Regions from separate parts of the Callithrix jacchus genome. Here region 1 is linked to region 2. The links are chromatin contacts, called in public Hi-C maps. All regions are on one chromosome and are shown on one strand. The core of a region is the stretch at or near the end of the contact, and the rest is flanking DNA. Distances in the headings are between cores, read along the strand shown.

Evidence for each region. Hi-C and Micro-C count contacts between places; a contact is called where the count stands out from the background.
Region 1: a contact with region 2 is called in a Hi-C map of skeletal muscle, with 4 times the contacts expected there. The contact joins two enhancer-like sites. A contact is called at or near these places in 3 of 3 Hi-C or Micro-C datasets (induced pluripotent stem cells and skeletal muscle).

The regions. Positions count from the first base shown.
Region 1 is chr10:83,505,910-83,512,101 of calJac240_pri, reverse strand. All of the region lies in intron 14 of USH1C (USH1 protein network component harmonin), which reads left to right. Among named protein-coding and RNA genes, the nearest start is that of USH1C, 29 kb to the left of the region's middle. Within about 2 kb of position 2,276, at least 4 of the 16 cell types and tissues checked have an H3K27ac peak or open chromatin away from gene starts, as enhancers often do. A contact at or near this core is called in skeletal muscle, where this site is marked.
Region 2 is chr10:83,373,347-83,379,833 of calJac240_pri, reverse strand. It overlaps KCNJ11 (potassium inwardly rectifying channel subfamily J member 11), which reads left to right and starts at 311. Exons shown (of 2, transcript XR_013523340.1): 1 at 311-471. Within about 2 kb of position 4,248, at least 4 of the 16 cell types and tissues checked have an H3K27ac peak or open chromatin away from gene starts, as enhancers often do. A contact at or near this core is called in skeletal muscle, where this site is marked.

The DNA.
Region 1 (6,192 bases), core at 1,027-3,526, 130 kb before region 2:
TTGCCTTTGCTCAAGGTAAATGTAATCTTAGGCAGCTCCACAAAGCGCAGGATGGATGGCCCCCGCCTGCCCGCTGAGTTGGGACAGCTGCCGCCTCCATCCATCTCGGTATGCACCGGCAATTTAATTCTCATTTGGACCTAAGGCAGGAAATGCAGTGAGGTCCCTGAGCCAGCTCCCGTCCTGCCTCATTCCCTGTTCCCTGGGGGCTGGCATTGTCTTGGCTGAGTTGGTCCAGCAGGCCTGGGCCCCAGCCAACCCCTACCCAACCACCCTTCAACTTGGGGACCTAGCTTGTGACAGGTTATTCCTGACTCAGGCTTCTGTGCCTGCAAGGGATCAGCCCTGCATTTTTTAAAATAAAGGAGCATAGAGCATCTCTTATCTACAAAATGAAGTCACTCATCCTAATGATATGCCTGGGGCTAACTGCCCCCCAACCTATCCCAGGGGGCTCTTACAATTTCTTCTTCCCACCTACCATGGCTAATCCAGCCGACCCCAACATTTTGCCAAGTCCTGAAGACTGAGAAACCACCACAGAGGCTCCTTTCCTTAGCTTAGCAAGGGGTGGTTGCATGGAGGTCGGGGGCAGGGGCAGTCTTGATGTAGGATCCAGTAGCTGAAGGATTCTTGAAAGATGAGGAGGTTTAAATAAGAGATCTCCAACTTTCTCTCCCTATCCAGGGCCCCATCACTATCTTCCCAGTCTCCACCACAACAGACTCCATGATTTGGAAGTTGAGGTTATTTTCCTTTCAAACTATTAAATAATTGTTTGTGTTCCATTGTTTTATTAAGTAGTCCTTGTTAGTAAGGGAGCATCCAGGTTCCACTGTTGGGTAAATGTAATTTGAGCCAAGAGTAAAAGAACTTAACAGCCTTTGCATAAGCTAATGGGCAAGTTCTGTTAGGCTTTTGAAATATTAAAAAACAGCTCACAAGCAAACTGGTACACTACCTTCCAGGGTCCTAGGAAGGCCAGAGTCCAAGCCGGAACAGCTGGAAAGGAGGGTTTGCTCTTCTCTCCACATTATGTCAAAATTCAGGTCTTCCTAACCACATGTACCCCTTTTACCTTTTGGGATATCCCCACCTCCTCAGGACCTTCAGCCTCCATCTGCTGCCCAGACTGTTCAGACATCCCCTGAGGACCCAGAGCTCTAAGGCAAGGGTGATAAGCAGAAGACAGGAGGATCTGCTCTCCCGTTGCAGCGCCTTGTCCTCAAACCTGTGCAATTATCAGCTATTCCCATCCTCCTCACTGTACTTTCCAACCTTCAGCCCAACACCCTACAAAATAGTTCTCACACTGCCCTCAGAGCTGAGTTTCCTGTTGTTAGCCCTTTGTGCAGACAGAGAAATTCAAGTTGCCAAGATTGAAAGCACTGTATGCACCAACTCAGAGCAAAAAACCTTTGCTCTGCACTCCTGAACTCTGTCCCCTGCCCCTCACCTCACAGCTTCCCTGGAGGAAGCAGATCATAGGTCTCCACACTCCTGAGAAGCTTCTCTGGCCTCTTGGTCTCCCAAGTCCCTCTTGGTTCACCAGCTCCCTCCTCTTTTCCCTGGGTAGATGATCAGGGAGTGGAGCCTGAGCTCGAGCCCGCAGATGACCCTGACGGAGGAGGCACGGAGGAGCAGGGAGAGCAGGTTCGCGCCCCCGCTTTGCTCCCTAGCCTGGCTGCTCTGCTTGCCCTGCCCACCTCCTCCTGACCGCAGTACAGACACCCGGATTCAGGGGACCGGCATGTATGGTGACTGCTGGAGTCTACAAAGCTCCTTGAAACCCTGGCTTGGCCCAAGCACCGTATATAAAGCCTACAGGACAGGACTCAATGGCCAGGCTAGTAGATCAGCTGCTACACACCAGTACCACTGAACTGCTGGCTCAAATATTTAGATACTGCCCAAATTCCCCCTCTGCTGCTCTGGCCTCTCCCCCAGGACCCCCTAGACCATGCACAGATCCAGCAACTAAGGATCTGTCCATCAGGAGGCTGGTCCATCAGGACCAGCTATCAACATCTTGTTCCAGCATTCAGGCTGGCCTGGGGTGGGTAATTCAGCCATCACTCTTGGCCCCAGGGAGCTTCGGATTGTGGGTATTACTCTGTGGAGCTGTGGCCTGGGGCAGGAAGGGGGCTGGTGCACTGGTTATCTGGCCTGGATGAGGATGTGTTTTCTGGGAGCACATCTCCTGCCCACTCCTGCTGGAGCCGTCCATCCCAGAGCTGCCCCAGCCACTGCCTTCTCTTTCAGTGTTGAAAGCAGAGGACTTGGCCTGCGCTATGAGACAAGCCAGTTTTGTTCTGTTGAACAACAGTCGTAGGCAGACACCCAGGCTCCCTTTTGTCTCGAGCCGTTTCTTGGATGGAGGGACTAGACATGGGCTAGAAAAGGCCTTGTTCTCTTTCAACAAGGCTTTGTATGTGAAGACTGATTTGGAAAAGCGTGTCCTTCCACAGGGGTTTTCTCTTTGATGTTCTGGCCCTGACTTCTAAAGCCAGTGTACTGGGGAGAGGCGTTTGAGAGTGACCCAGGGCCTGGGAACCAGGGCTTTTCTCAGGTGGTCTTAGGCCTGTTCTGCAACCCAGGTGAGGCCAGGTGAGCAGACAGTTGGACAAAGGTTGCAGTTTTGCTGTCAGATCTGCAAGTGTTGTTCATCTCACAAAGCCGTGCATTCTTTGGGAACCCAGCTCCCATCTGCTGCCCATGAACCCTCTGGCTGAACGGAGCTAAGCTGCGTCTTATCATTTTGTTCTCTGTGTTCTTATAGCTTTTGGGTGGTTTTATCGTTACGATGGCAAATTCCCAACCATCCGGAAGGTAGGACAGGGCTGGGTGCTGTGCTGGTGTGCTGCTGAGTTTGCTGTGGGTTTTGGCTTTTCACAAACATTGCTTGCCCTGTCAACACTAAATGGTGTGCCTTGGCCTGTTCACTCAGAAGGCTAACCCCATCTGTGTCTCTGTGTCAGGCTGACATCAAATGGCTGCGTGCCGTTGCAAAGGCAATACTGGAGGAGGTATTCATGGCATGAGACCTGCCCAAGTACCATCTGGCACTGTGTGCATCAGCACCAGCGCTGATGGGCACAGGAAAGGGGCAGGAAGCTTCTCCTGTGTTTCTCTGACAAGTAGAACTAGATGCCAAGGCCAGAAGCCTGGGGTCAGACAGAGCGAATTACCGGGGTGGGTGTACATAGTGCACGTTATGAGACCGGCTGTGCCAGACGCAGCCTGGCTGGTGAGGTGGGGATTTGCTGCCTCAAGTCGGGACAGAGGCCTACACCAAGCACAGCCCTCTCCTAGGAATCTCTCTGCATGTGCCCAGGATAATGCATTTTCCAATCTCTAGGACCTTTAATTTTCTCTCTAAATCCTATTACAATATCTCCAGGCCTTGTAAAACTCTCCTGTCCATGTCTGTCTAAATCACATTGACATTTGATTGTGAAAACACTGCTGTTAATATCTGTAATTGGACATTCGAGATGACTTGGTATTTGGAAGTCAGGCATCAGCATAAATCTGGGTGAGCTAAATTGGATGTTATCACTTGACCAGCACTTGCTGGCAAGATGTTGGCTCTCCAGAAACTAGAGCACTGGCAGCTGAGTGACCTTGATGATATGTAACTTCTCCCTGCCTGTAAAATGGGAATATTAACTGTGCCAGGAAAATCTACCCCCTTCCTCCAGCACATTGCTATTAAGATAACTGACAGTAATATTTTTCCTGACAGAGGTAAGTGTCTTTATCTAGGAACACAGATCATGATTTGTACCGCGTTGAATAAACTTGGAAGAGTTCCTCAGGGAATTCCTTCCCACATTGCCATGGCCTCAGAAAGGCCTTGGTCTCATAAGACCGTCTGTTTCATTTGACAGGCTGACTTTGGTGGCTTAGGATGCCTCACTGGGTTTGATTTCTAATTCTTCTCTATATGCTGCCTCTACTAGAACTCAGCTAGAGAGGACAAAACACACACACACACAATCACACACACACAAAACGACACATAGGATTTTACATGAAAAAAATAATAAAGGGGGCAGATACATCAAATCTTTTTCAGGTACTGATAACATGTAAATGTAAAAGAACTAGAGTCTTCCACACATACCACCTCCCATCAGAAATCGCGTCCTTTCAAGCGCTGGTGATAGTGAGGGCAGCCTTTCCCCCATCCCTTAGTCTACTTACTCCAGAAACAGCTGGCGTTTTGGTTTTCATTTTTACTTCCAAAAAAGAGAAAAATTGCTTCTGGGTAGAATCAATAGCACAATCACCCCATCTGCCTCCCCTCTCAGTCTGGACCAAAAGGAATATTGTAACTGACCGGCCATGGATGTAACTGACAGCTGAAAGGACAACAGAACCCTGCCCCTCATGCTGGCTCTGAAAACCCATCATCATTTTGTCTAGAGCCATGAGAGACTCTTTGTCTCACAGCAGCTGGAACACCAAGTCCCCAGGAAATACAAGTGGGCATCCATGGCCATTATCATCAGTGCATGAATTCCCTTTATTTAAAAATACAAAGATTCAGCTCACGCCTGTAATACCAGCACTTTGGGAGGCCGAGACAGGTGGATCACCTGACATTGGGAGTTCATGACCAGCCTGGCCAACATAGTGAAACTCTGTCTCTATTAAAAATTCAAAAATTTAGCCCAGCATGGTGGCACATGTTTTAATCCCAGCTACTTGGGAGGCTGAGGCAGGAGAATCACTTGAACCCAGAAGGCAGACGCTGCAGTGAGCCAAGATTGCATCACTGCACTCCAGCCTGGGTGACAGAGCAAGACCCTGTCTCAAGAAAATAATAATAATAATATAAAGATTCAGTGTCTTCTATTTCCACCTTGGCAGTAAACCCCTCTGAGGCTCAAGGTTTCCAGGCTTTTGGCCCCATAAAATTTATGCCAGGGCCTGAAGGATTCACGATTCTGACTAAGCCTTTGCACCAGAATTGCTTGAGTCACTCATGTAGACCAGCCCTACTTGCTGGAGCCCACAGTCTGACGGGGGAGGCAGATTCACACACAGCTAGGTAACCTGCGTGGGGCTAGTCTGAGATCAGTGGGAAATGTCACTGGGAAGCTTGCCCTCTGCATCTGTACAGATGTGACTTTCTTGGGCATGAAACAGAAACTGTCTCCTGCCCTGCCCAGAAGCCCTGATTCTATAATCCCAGCGCTAGCAGTTTTTTGTAAAGCAACAGAATGGTCATTTCTCTCATAGTGGTCCTGGGAGAGGCCAGGCTCTTACTCTAGCAAGCTGCCATTAGGCAGTGTCTCTGGCTCCTCTTGGGAAATTGCTGTCTGCATCTCTACCACAATGGCAGGGATTCATCTATCAACTGAGCTAGGAGTCTAGTGAGCAAGGTAGGCAATGAAGCAAGCAGGACTCTGAAGCAGGGAGAACCATTTTCTCGAGAGGCTCATACACTGCTCTGGAGGTGGGTCCCAGAGGTGACCATTTCCAGAGCACATTAGCAGTTCACAGAGGTGTGTGTCTTTAGGAGAGGAGCTAGGAAGAGTCCCTCAGAGGTCCCACCAAGTCCCACCAACTGTGGATGAAAGATGTGTGTCCATTACTAGGGAGCTCAATTCCTCATTCCTGGCCTTGGATGCTGAGTTGATTTAGGAAATTTGAGAGCAGATCCCCGGAAGGCTTGTTTGGAGTGGAGTTGAGCTCAGTGAACAGGGGGTTTCCTCCTTACCCCAGAAATTGCCCAGGGTGTGGGCTGTCTCTGCTGCCCCTCTCCTGATTGCTCGCTCTGTCCTCCACACTGTGCATGATGGGGGCTGACACTCCCTCCCTCCTGCAGTGTTTCCCTTGCCCCCAGCTCATAGGGGCACTGTAGAAAAACTGGGACCTCAAAGATTCAGGTCCAAATCCTGGCACCATCGCTTATGAGATGTCTGATATTGAACAAGGGACTTTACTTCTCTGAGCCTCAGCTCCTTCATCAAAGAATGAAGATAAACCTACATAGGAGATTATTGATGTAAATCCCTTGGCACATGGGCAGTTCATAAATGATCATTCTCTTCCTGCCTTAGCCCCTGGCTTCTCTGCAACCCCATGAGGGAAATGACCAGGAATGCAGGGTCGGTGGGTCTAGTTCCTACAGGAAAAATAAGGAGTCTGTTTGCCTTTCCTGTCCCTCCCCAAATCCTCTAG
Region 2 (6,487 bases), core at 2,999-5,498:
CGCTGCGGAGAGGCGGATGATTGACCCAAATACGGATAGAGATACTGGGGGAGGGGAGCCAGGGAGACAGGGTGGCGGCCCCAGAATGGGAGGGCGGGTCACAGATCCCTCCCCGCCCCCCACTCTCATAGAGCCCGGGCAGGAGTAACCTCTGGATCCCGCGTAGCGGACAAACCCCGAAGGCCAGGTTGTGAGTCCCAGGAAGGGAGGGTGGGGGCGGGGGCGGGGCCGGAGCAAGCCCCGCCCCGCCCCCTCCGCGCCGGAGCAGGTCGGGCTCCCCCTGGCGGTCCCCAGCCCCACTCCGCTCCTCGTGCGCCCCCCTCCCGCCGTCCTCGACCCCAGCCTAGCCCGGAGACCAGGTCGGTCTCGGCGGACGGACAAACGGACGGACGAGAGGACGGCCAGCTGCAAGCGCCCGGACGGCGAGAGGGGGCGGGGAGGCGACTGCCTTGGCGTGAGGAGCAGGAGCAGGTGCAGCGGCGGCGACGGGCGGGGCCGGGACCAGGCGCTGAGCCGGGGCCGTGGCGCGGGCGGGCGGGCTGTGGGGACCGGGAGGCCGCGGCTCGGAGTCAGCCTGGCCAGGTCGCACGCGGGGCCGGCGACCCGGAGTTGAGCCTGGTTGGGTGGTGACTCCGGAGAACGCAGGATCCCAAGGAGACAGCGAGGACGAAAGCTGGAGGGAGGTCCGGAGAGCCGCGGGGGCGCTCCGGGAGGGGTGGAGTAGGACTTAGGGGGAGCACCTGGAGGGGAGACGGGGCGGGGTGGCCAGGACCTGAGCTGAAGCCTGGGATCCCGGGGTCCAGGCGGGTGAGGCGGGAGACCCGTGGGCTGGGGGTGAGGTCCGGTTAGTGGGAGAGATCCGGAGGTGTTAAGTTCTGATCTGGGCTGAGAAGGCAGGCTGGGCGGGGAGAACGGCTCTCAGCGGGAGGCCCAGGGGTGGTCAGCTGGTGGGGGGAGCTGGGCGGGGACCCAGGGCCAGGTGGAGAGCCGGCTGGGTTGGGGGCTGTCTAGGCGGCAGGCAGGTGGGCTCAAGGATGAGGCTGGTATTAAGAAGTGAAGCGGGACCCAGGTGGAAGTGAGGCAGAATCTGGTGGGGAGGCATCTCGGAAGTGAGGCCAGCCCAGGCTAAGCACGGCCTCAGGTTGAGAGGGAGCCCACGGAGAGAACGCCGCAGTGAGGCCCTAGGCCACATCAGAGGGGTGCCTCCGATGGGGGAAGCCCCTCCCCGGGGGTCACCGGAGCCATGCTGTCCCGCAAGGGCATCATCCCCGAGGAGTACGTGCTGACACGCCTGGCAGAGGACCCTGCCGAGCCCAGGTACCGTGCCCGGGAGCGGAGGGCCCGCTTTGTGTCCAAGAAAGGCAATTGCAACGTGGCCCACAAGAACATCCGGGAGCAGGGCCGCTTCCTGCAGGACGTGTTCACCACGCTGGTGGACCTCAAGTGGCCACACACGCTGCTCATCTTCACCATGTCCTTCCTGTGCAGCTGGCTGCTCTTCGCCATGGCCTGGTGGCTCATTGCCTTCGCCCACGGCGACTTGGCCCCCAGGGAGGGCGCTGCTGAGCCCTGCGTCACCAGTATCCACTCCTTTTCATCTGCCTTCCTTTTCTCCATTGAGGTCCAAGTGACTATTGGCTTTGGCGGGCGCATGGTGACTGAGGAGTGCCCGCTTGCCATCCTGATCCTCATCGTGCAGAACATCGTGGGGCTCATGATCAACGCAATCATGCTGGGCTGCATCTTCATGAAGACTGCCCAGGCCCACCGCAGGGCCGAGACCCTCATCTTCAGCAAGCACGCGGTGATCGCCCTGCGCCACGGCCGCCTCTGCTTCATGCTGCGTGTGGGTGACCTCCGCAAGAGCATGATCATCAGTGCCACCATCCACATGCAGGTGGTGCGCAAGACCACCAGCCCCGAGGGCGAGGTGGTGCCCCTCCACCAGGTGGACATCCCCATGGAGAACGGCGTGGGTGGCAACAGCATCTTCCTAGTGGCCCCGCTGATCATCTACCACGTCATCGATGCCAACAGCCCGCTGTACGACCTGGCGCCCAGTGACCTGCACCACCACCAGGACCTCGAGATTATCGTCATCCTGGAAGGTGTGGTGGAAACCACCGGCATCACCACCCAGGCCCGCACTTCCTACCTGGCTGATGAGATCCTGTGGGGCCAGCGTTTTGTCCCCATCGTAGCTGAGGAGGACGGACGCTACTCTGTGGACTACTCCAAGTTTGGCAACACCATCAAAGTGCCCACACCACTCTGCACGGCCCGCCAGCTTGATGAGGACCACAGCCTACTGGAAGCTCTGACACTCGCCTCAGCCCGCGGACCCCTGCGCAAGCGCAGCGTGGCCATGGCCAAGTCCAAGCCCAAGTTCAGCATCTCTCCGGATTCCCTGTCCTGAGCCATGGTCTCTCAGGCCCCCTCCCACCTGCGTGTGCACACGGACTGTGCGGTATGGTATGTAGCCCAGCCAGGGCCTGGTGTGAGGCTGCGCCGTCCTCAGCTCAGCCTCCCCCTGCTGCTCGTCCAGGGTGTTACAAGGCACTTGTCACTACGCTATTTCTGGCCTTAGCAGGAACCTGTACTAAGTTATTTTTGTCCCTGCTCCTCCCAGCCCGATTCAGGACTGGCTCACCCCTCTCTCCCGCCCAAGGCTGCAGAGGCTGTGGGAGGTGATGGGCCCTAAAGCTGGGTGTCCAGCCAGCTCTGGGTCCCGACAATCAACCAGCCACACACTGGGCAGGTGGCTGGGGAAGGACAATCCCCTGAGGGCTGCTGTTTTGCTTCTATGGTTCCAAGAAATGCCTGTGGTCAGGCCCCAGCTCTCCTTGGTCCCTGAAAAAGCACCAGGCTAAGGGCTGGGGCTGGCCAGCAGGGGAGGGCAGTTGATGAGAGAGCTCGTTCCAGCTGAAGGGTTGGAGCTGTGGAGTCTGCACCGACAGGGACAGGCTGCGGCTGACAGGGGTCCCCTCCAAGGGCCAGTTTCAGGGCTGGAAGGGGAGGCAGCAGGGGAAGGTGACTTGAGGAGGCTCAGCTTTGCGGAGCCCTGCTCAGGCACAGGGAGGTGGAGATGCGCAGTGCCCCTGCCTTTTGACACATCAGCCTCCTGCACTGAGTGCTCCATAGGCTGAGGCTGCTGCCCCTGCCTACTTCCCACCTGTCCCCAGAGGCTGAGGATGGGGGGTCTTGTGCCCACCATACACAATGGGCCTCAGACCCAACTCCAGTCCTGGCTCCACAGCAGTGGCTGCCACTCACTCTGTCCAGAGAGTGGCTTGGGGTTGTGTGTCTTTGGGTTGCTGGAAAAGGTGTTGGAAGGTTCAGGATGGTGGGAGGGAGTGAGGTCCCTGAGGTTCTGAGGGGTTTGACCCGCGCCTGGACCCTTGCAGCAGTGCTGTGCGAACTTTCCTAGAACTCTGCCTTCTCCATTGTCAATAAAGCCTCCCCCTCATGACCTTAACTCTGGGCTGTTCTTGCTGGGGAGGCAGCAAGCATGCTGGTGGGAAGGGAAGCAGGGCTGGCAGCTGCCACCCCTTCAAGAGGCACTATAGACCCTAGCAGGGAGGCCAGGGGAGAAGTGGGAAGCTGGCACCTCTTCCCCCAGCTCAGGGGGACTTTCCCTCTCCTGCCTCAGGTGGCCCTGCCCTGTCAGCCTGTCTGGCCAACTCAACCTTTGGGCACTCACCCGGCTCTGCAGCCATGGGCTCTGTCTCTACTCCCAGGGACCTGCTGGAAGGCTGGAGTGCCCAAGGAGAGGGGTATTATAGGCATTAATGTAGTCGTTGGAGCACTAACTCTCAAGCCAACTGCCTGGGTTCAAATCCTGGCTCTAGCTGTATGACTTTTGTCAGTAATTTAATCTCTCTGTGTCTCAGTTGCCTCATCTATAACATGGATGCTAATAGTACCTACCTCATAGAATTGTTTTGGGAGTAAATGAAAAATATGTAAAATGCTTAAGTGCCTGGTCTATAGTAAGTGCTCAATAAATGTTAACTCTTGTGATTGCTGCTGAATCAGCTAAATGATGGGAAAACTGGCCAAACAAGCGTTAAAGAGAGATGGTGCTTTCATTTTGCCCTTGGTCATATTTCTTTGCCGGGTCTTTCTTTCCCCATGGTGCCCCCTCCCAGCTGAGACCATGATTTTTGGGGCTGTGACAATGCCTATGACCTGGTCTCCCTCACCGTCCTATCCCTCCTGGCACGTAATGTTGAGCTCCCTACCTCCCAGCCTTTGCTTGTGTTATTCCCTTGGCCTAGACCTCCCAGGCCTCCTCTCTGTCTGTCAAATCCATAAAAATCCAGGCCGAATGATGCCTCCTCCAAACCTTCCCTGATTTCTCTGGAAAGTGAAGTTCCCTTCCTTCCCCTGCACTATGGGCATTCTCCTTCTGCCTGCATTTAGGGGTTTGCCTCCCCATCCCCAAGTCCATGGCTTCCTGAGGTCAGGGACTGTGATTCAGCACTGTGGCTGGCTTACACTGCATAGGTGCTATGCGAATGAACAAATGAATGAATGGATGAGAGATGGATGGCATACAGGACAAAAATCCAGGGTTATTGCTACAGTGTGAGGCCTGCAGACAGGGCATCAGTGAGGGTCTGTCCCAGGTGGCTCCAGAGGCATGGCCAAGGGGCCAGGAAGTTGCCACTGCTGGTCTGAGCTGCCCTCTCTGGCACCCACCCAGTCTCCAGCACTGATTCCTTTCCTTGCAGAGCTGACCCATTTCTGGTTTAGAGGGTGATGGGGGGAAAGCTACTCAGAGTCAGCCCAGCATTCTAGGAGCCTGGCTCTTGGGACTCTGCTCAGCTGCCCTTAAGGCCAAGGAGAAGGGCCAGACTCACTAATGAGGAGCTGCTGGCATCATCCTTGGAGCCCCATCCATAGTAACCTTCCTCCACCCATCACAGACCTTAAGGCTGCTTGAGAGTCTGAAGTCCACAGAACTGAGGGCTTCGCGCCACCTGCTGGCCACGGAGAAGACTTACTTCAGCAGAGAAAATCAGGGCCCCTGGTCCTAGGTTTTCCACCAACTCTGAGGGAGACCTCCAGCCTTAAGCGTAGTCCAGGGAGGGGCTGGAAAGCGCCAGGCATAGAGAGACAGTTCAACCAAGTCTCTTCTCTGCAAAGGTGTTCTTGCCCACTGATGGCGCTACCTCCACCTGGGGCACCTTTCTCTATGGCACTGGCCTCAACTGGACAAAGAAGTTCACCTGAGCGCCACTCAGCCCAGCCAGAACATCTGTGGTAATTTTGTTTCTGATATTCTGCCTCCAGGACTTCATTTGTTAGTCATCACATGACAGCAGAGGAAGCAGCCTGGCCTGTCCACACGCTGTGTGCAGAGCTGGCTCGCTCCAGGGCCCCTGAAAGGAGAAGGGAAGTATTGTGTGTCACTGTGGCCCAGCAGGACTATGAGAGAAGCACCATTCTCCTTTGAGTTTGCAGATGAGGAAACAGGATCAGAAGGGTTGGTGTCTTAGACCATTCAGGCTTCTATAACAAAATACCATAGACTGGGTGGCTTATAAACAATAGATGTTTATTACTCACAGTCTAGAGGTTAGGAAGCCCAAGATCAAGGTTCCAGTGGATTCAATGTCTGCTGAAGGCCTGCTTTTTTGGGGGGTGGGGGGTGGACAGAATCTCGCTCTGTCGTCCAGGCTGGAGTGCAGTGGTGTGATCTTGGCTCACTGCAACCTCCGCCTCTCAAGTTCAAGCTTCAACTTCCCAAGTAGCTGGGACTACAGGCATGTGCCACCATACCCAGCTAATTTTTGTATTTTTAGTGGAGATGGGCTTTCACCATGTTGGCCAGGATGGTCTCGATCTCTCAACCTCGTGATCCACCCGCCTGAGCCTCCCAAAGTGCTGAGATTACGGGTGTGAGCCACTGTGCCCAGCCAAAGGTCTGCTTCTTAAATAGACTGTCTTTCCCCTGTAATCTTACAAAGTGGGAGGTGTGAGGGAGCTTTCTGAGGCCTTGTTATATAAGGGCACCAATCCCATTCATGAGGGCTCCACCCTTATCACCTAATCATCTCCCAAAGGCCCCACTTCCAAATACTATCACCTTGGGCATTCAGATTTCACATATGCATTTTAGGGGGACATAGACATTTAGCCTATAGCAGGAGGTAATTTGCTAAGATCTCACAGCTAGTAAGAGGCAGATCCAAGATTTCAGTCTGACTATATCTAATGCCAGAGCCCTGCTCTTCCCTCCCCCTCTTCCCCACAGCACACTGTCCCAGTGACCTGAGCTCCAGCTTTTAGTAGGGTTGTACCTTGTTCTAAGTGTCAAATTCACCAGAGGGAGAAAGTTGTCTCCAGACCAAGGGCAAGAGGGAAGGTGGAACTCAGGAAGCCCCTGGGCCTCCCTGAGATCCCAGATTCAAAACTGACAGCAGGCTTGGCTGTTCTGTGACTGCCTAGATTACGTCCAAATCATCTATGGTGTCAGAACAAC